2 separate regions of the Mus musculus genome follow, and region 2 is linked to region 1. A link is a contact called in public HiCAR-type data. All regions are on one chromosome and are shown on one strand. Each heading gives the region's core, a stretch centred on a gene start, on an enhancer-like site or on the middle of the called end of the contact. The rest is flanking DNA. Distances are from core to core; before and after follow the strand shown. Region 1 overlaps 5430437J10Rik (RIKEN cDNA 5430437J10 gene). Region 2 has its middle 85 kb from the start of Gm41258.

Evidence for each region. HiCAR-type assays count read pairs that join an accessible place to other places.
Region 2: a contact with region 1 is called in a HiCAR-type map of Th17 cells, with 2.9 times the contacts expected there. The contact joins two enhancer-like sites. A contact is called at or near these places in 1 of 484 Hi-C or Micro-C datasets (Th1 cells) and 2 of 115 datasets of contacts at active chromatin or transcription factors (CD8 T cells and Th17 cells).

The regions. Positions count from the first base shown.
Region 1 is chr15:5,513,634-5,516,333 of GRCm38.p6, forward strand. All of the region lies in intron 1 of 5430437J10Rik (RIKEN cDNA 5430437J10 gene), which reads left to right. Among named protein-coding and RNA genes, the nearest start is that of 5430437J10Rik, 19 kb to the left of the region's middle. Within about 2 kb of position 1,323, at least 112 of the 459 cell types and tissues checked have an H3K27ac peak or open chromatin away from gene starts, as enhancers often do. A contact at or near this core is called in CD8 T cells, Th1 cells and Th17 cells, where this site is marked.
Region 2 is chr15:5,757,349-5,760,048 of GRCm38.p6, forward strand. No RefSeq gene overlaps it. Among named protein-coding and RNA genes, the nearest start is that of Gm41258, 85 kb to the left of the region's middle. Within about 2 kb of position 1,418, at least 10 of the 459 cell types and tissues checked have an H3K27ac peak or open chromatin away from gene starts, as enhancers often do. A contact at or near this core is called in CD8 T cells, Th1 cells and Th17 cells, where this site is marked.

The sequences.
Region 1 (2,700 bases), core at 73-2,572:
CTCTTCCTATCCTCTCTGCCTTCAAATTTGTGCTCCTGATATGTATTGGGAAACCACGATTATCTAAGTATTGTTTGTATCTAATCTATGTGTCCACCATAACATGAAGAAAATGCTAAATTGTACCAGTGAATCATCTTCTGTAGTCAAAGTTTAAAACTTTTGTTAGATTCTTTCCTAAAGAGCCAAAGGAGTAAGGAATGAGGATGGGAGCTAGAGAAGGGGTTACAGAATCTACTTTTAAAAAGAACATTTTTACCAGGGGAACTGAGGCTGGAGCATCCTGTGGCCTCAGGAATCAAGGTCAGTTTGACCAACACAGTGGTATTTTGTCTTTCAAAAATTGTGAGACATTGGAAGCTTTAGTTTACTAAATTCAGCAAAGTGGAAACATCTGGTTGAAAACTGAGGGAAAAATCATTCAAGCTTCCAAATTAACAAAAAACCCCTATCGCTCATTAGTCATCAATTATAAAATCATATAAAATGTATGACTTTCTATTTTCCTCTCCAGAATAGAACTAGACCTATCTTGGAATTGTTTATATGCTAAAGTCACTCCTGTTGTTTGAGCACCTCCATGGACTGATGATGTCTGACATCATCAGCTAGCAAAAGCTGAATTGGGCTCATGCATTCTCGCCCCTGAAGTGAAGGGGAAACCATAAAGTGCACGAGAACATGATGATGTAGGTCACAGTGGCTACCCTGGTGAGCTAGAGCATATTTTTATGTCACCAAAAAGCATGAGAAGAATGCACAAAGGAAACAAACCAACCCTGAAAACAAAGGACCGAATGTGTGTCTTTTCTCTCACTGGAGACAGTTCCTTTATGTAATCATCCTTGTGGGCCCCTGTGTGGGTGTAAAGGGACTTCCTGTGAAGACCTACTGCATGAGTTGGCAATTTTTACAATAGTTTTAAAAGATTTTATATGAGAACAAAGACATTACAACGAATAAGTATGACAGTTATTAAATCTTTAGCAATCTATTCACCAAGATGAGCTTATTGCAGTACAAAGTGAAAGGACAAAAAGTTAAAAGAAGGGTGGGTGCTTGCCAGAAAGAAAGAAAAAAGAAATCACACCTCAATACCCAAAGCATCTGAAATTCTCTCTTTTATTTCTGACTTTCTAATTTGTCCGTTTCCAGGGGTCTCAGGGATCTTCTGCAATAAACTTTGATCAGAGAATCTGAAAGTTCACAAATGTTAGAAATAGAAAATACCATGTTCTGTTCTTCCCCCTCAGAGAGTGTCTCATGTGGTGTGTGTGTGATATGCATGCATGTACCTTCAGAGACCAAAAGGGGACTCTGAATATCCTGGAGCTGGAATTTTAGGCATCATTTTTGTGAGTCATTTGGCATGGATCCTTAAAATGGAACTCTATTTCTGTGGAAGAGCAGCAAGTGCTCTTTATCCATTGAGCTGCCTCTCCAACCCCATATATAGCTTTCAGAAGGCCATGCTACACAACCTGCATCAGAAAGTCTCTCTGACAGGCAGTGCTATGTCTTGTCTCTTTAGCTTTTCTTTTCTTGGTGAGCATATCATGGTACATACATAACTAAGGAATCTGCTTTTCACCTAATCACTAAGTTTGGAGTGTGTCAAGGTGTACATGTTTGGGAATTCTTGGTGTTTTAATGTATATACACATCTCAGAGATTGTGTGTTGTTCCTTAATGGATGCACGTTACCTCTGTTTGGTAAGGTTTACTACCAGACTGGGGTTGATAGCTGGCCTTATCTTTATATATCATGTCATGGCATCACCAAATGGGCTCTGAAATACCAGGGAGATTTCTAATGTGGCATTCAATGCTCTTAAAATAAAGGTAAGCTGAAACTGCAGTTTCTCTTAGAGTTAAGAGCCAGTGTTGGTAGAATGTTGTTTCTGCCACATAGTTCATCATAGTGCTTGCAAGATAGAACACACGCATGAGCAGGGGATTAGATCTCACTTTTGCAATGGAGGAATATTTTTAAAATGATGGCCTGCTAGTTAGAAGAAAAATCAGTCCTGACCCTGACTGAGTAGATACCAGCTATTTAAGAACATGCAATCCAAGATGATCTCACCTCAAGGCTGTCATCTTCTACGTGTGGATGGGCTATCCTCCTTTTTTTTTGCCACAAGGAGATAAAAATTATTAGCTTGCTAAAGGTGCACTTGTTAAAGTTAACTTATTGAAGAAAGCAGACACTGAAGTGATGCTAAGCATCCCAAAGCATGTCTTCTGTCCATGTCTCTCAAAGAAGATGGACTATGTCAGTGTTTTCTCCAATAGAAATAAGTTTAGAAGACTTTCTTGACTTGTGACTGTTATCTTACATGGGCATGGTATTCAACTGTCCTCCAAATGCTTAGGTTTATACTCATAGATCAGTGCTGTTCTAAGTCTAAGTTTCTTTTTGCAGCAGGCAACAGCTAGTTTAGAGATCTACAACTAGTCACACTCCAGAGAGTAAATAGTCAGAGAGTGCTTGTTCCTCAACCAGATCTCTCTATTCTACCCATGATGAGGCTCAAGGACCACTGTGGAAGGAGATGGGAGGACATATTTAAGAGCCAGAGTTTGGCATGGAGTGCTAAGAAGATTTCCTATGGGACAATAACATGACTCTGATGCTGAGCCTGATGACCTAGATTTCTTTCTACGATCCATATGGCCAGTAGGGGAGAACCAGTTCCT
Region 2 (2,700 bases), core at 168-2,667, 240 kb after region 1:
AGTCATAGCAAGGGCTTGTCTCATTTAATAAAGAAAGAGAAGAGTGGAAATGGCCAGAGGGAGACAGGCGCTTGCTGCTATATTTGACAACCTGATTTTGATCCTCACGTTCCACATGGTGGAAGGATGGAACAAGTCTTTCAGTTGTCCTCTGACCTAGTCACACAAATATGCACACACACACACACACACACACACACACACAGAGCATTTTTCTTTCTCCCTCTGTCTGTCCTCCTTCCCCTTCTCTCTCACACACATGCAAAATTAAAAGTATAATAATAACTTAAAAACAACAGCAAAGCTGGGCGTGGTGGCACACGCCTTTGATCCCAGCACTCGGGAGGCAGAGGCAGGCGGATTTCTGAGTTCGAGGCCAGCCTGGTCTACAAAGTGAGTTCCAGGACAGCCAGGGCTATACAGAGAAACCCTGTCTAGAAAAACCAAAAACTAACCAAACAAACAAACAAAACAAAAAACAAAACCCAGCAAAAGGATACAAACGAAAGACTAAGAAACGTAAAGATCAAAGAAACAGATACATTGCATGAAGGAGCTGATGACAAATTGCCTAGGTTCAAGTACAAGTACTGTGTTCAAGGTTTAGAGCCATACTAGCTGAGTGGTTCTAATCCACTTCCTTCCTAACATCATCTGAAAGCACCCCACTTATCATTGTTATTGTATTCATGTTGAGAGGGCACATATTGAGATTTTCCAAGTTCCAAGTTAAAATTCCTTGTGGTATAAATTTAATTATTTAATATGCTCCAGGAAGCTCAAAGCAAGACTTGGTTGATGGTGATGAAGAATCTAATCTACACGGGAAACACCCAGGAAAGCAATAAAAGTACGTCACCATCTGATGGAAGTGGCAGAAGTCAACATAATCCAGACTGCCTTTGAGACTACTAAGACCTGGTGGGCACAAATCCTGCATTCCATATATTCAGGGGCCATGCCAGCAAGTCAAACTAGAGATGCCCCACGTGAAGAGACCTGAAAACTTGGTCAGTGGTTGAGGTCAGGGAAAAGATAATGAGTGTGTCAGCAGAAGCCACATATCCTGGAAAATGCTGAGCAGGCTATCAAGCCCCAGTCTCGTACTTTGTATGTTAAATAAAAAAATAAGAACAATTAAATCCATGACAAAGGGGGAGGAGCTAAATTGTCTTGAGCTGACTTGGAGGCAAGCAATGTTGCTTTAGTTTCAGGATGCTTCTAGTGGTAGGTGGTACTAACTGATTGAGGTGTCAAGGTTCCTTAGAATTTGCAGTGAGATGGTTGTTTTAGGTTTCTCAGAATCATTTTGTTTGTATGTAGGAATGGATTAACATGGGAACTAGTTACACTGGCACCCGTTCAGGTTACCCCTACACACTCCACTGTGTAGTAAGTAGTGTCTTTTAAACACATGTTAAAAAACATTCATCTCTGAATATAGAAACGCAAGATTTCCTGGAAACAAAAATGCAAGTACTTATAGTAAACCCATTAGTAAATGAGTAATGTGACCACAAGCACTGACTGGTGGAAATATTAATATTCTGTTTTGGTTCTTAGAGGAAAATAAGGCAGGATATTGAGATTAGAAAACACCACATCAATCACTGGGGAATTTAGTTGGAAACTGATTTTTTGAGACATCTTCAACCTGAAAAAAAAAAATCAGTGAAGAGTCAGAAAATGACATCAGTATCAGAAATGAGTAGAATTTGTTAGCATTTAATACCCCAGAGACACGAAAAGTCTCTGTCATTATGAATTAGTCATTCTCCAAGGAGTTTAGACCTGGAAGATCACAATGATTCTACCTCTAACAGAAGCATCTGGTGAGGATCCAATACCACCAAAGGGAAGAACATAAAACTCTGTATGTTATGCTTCAGAGATCACCAAGACAACACCACTTCAGCCCTTATGTAGTTTTATTCGTTCTCTCTCTAGATGCCTGAGTAGCGGTGTCTTGTTTTCAAATGTATGCCAACAATATGTATTCAGGAGACCTAGAGAGATTATGATTTAGGGCATAGTTTAGTGTATTAGAAAATAACTGGTTGAAAAAGCTGAGAGACTTAATATTGAAAGGTTGATACTGCCGAGGACTGGCTGGACTGAAGACGTTCCTTGAGCCCAGGATATTCAAAGAAGGAACATAGCACCTACAACCAGGAAGGAGCTAACTGAGCCGATAACAGCTTGGGGCCAGGGCCTTAGGCGCTTTTCCTTGAGGTGAGGATGTGTGAAGAAGGAACCCAGTTTCTTCTTTAAAACCAGGAATATGCTCCACAGAGCTGCTTATGGTCTAGGGCCAGGGCCTGTGGGGGAGCTGGTCTTCAGATTTAGAGTACCTAACTTCCCATTTTACAGGGCTGTACTTATCAGTCCCAGGGTCACTGTGTGCTCAGTCTGCAATGCTCTTGAGACAACTTGTGTTCCTCTTGGGTAACATTGCTTGACTAGCTCATCTCTGACTTGTCTCATTGAATGATAGTGTCCGTTGACTGTTCAATTTCTCCCCTGGAAGTAGTATATAGAATGCCACATTTCTTTAAGGGGCTTGCTTGACATAAAAACATAGCTTATGTAAGACTTTCAGATACCAGTCTTCTGGGTTCTTTCTTTTCATTCCACTGGCCACATCCCACAGAGGACCCTGTCACTGAAGAATGACCTACCAGTCAAGGCCAGCTACATAAA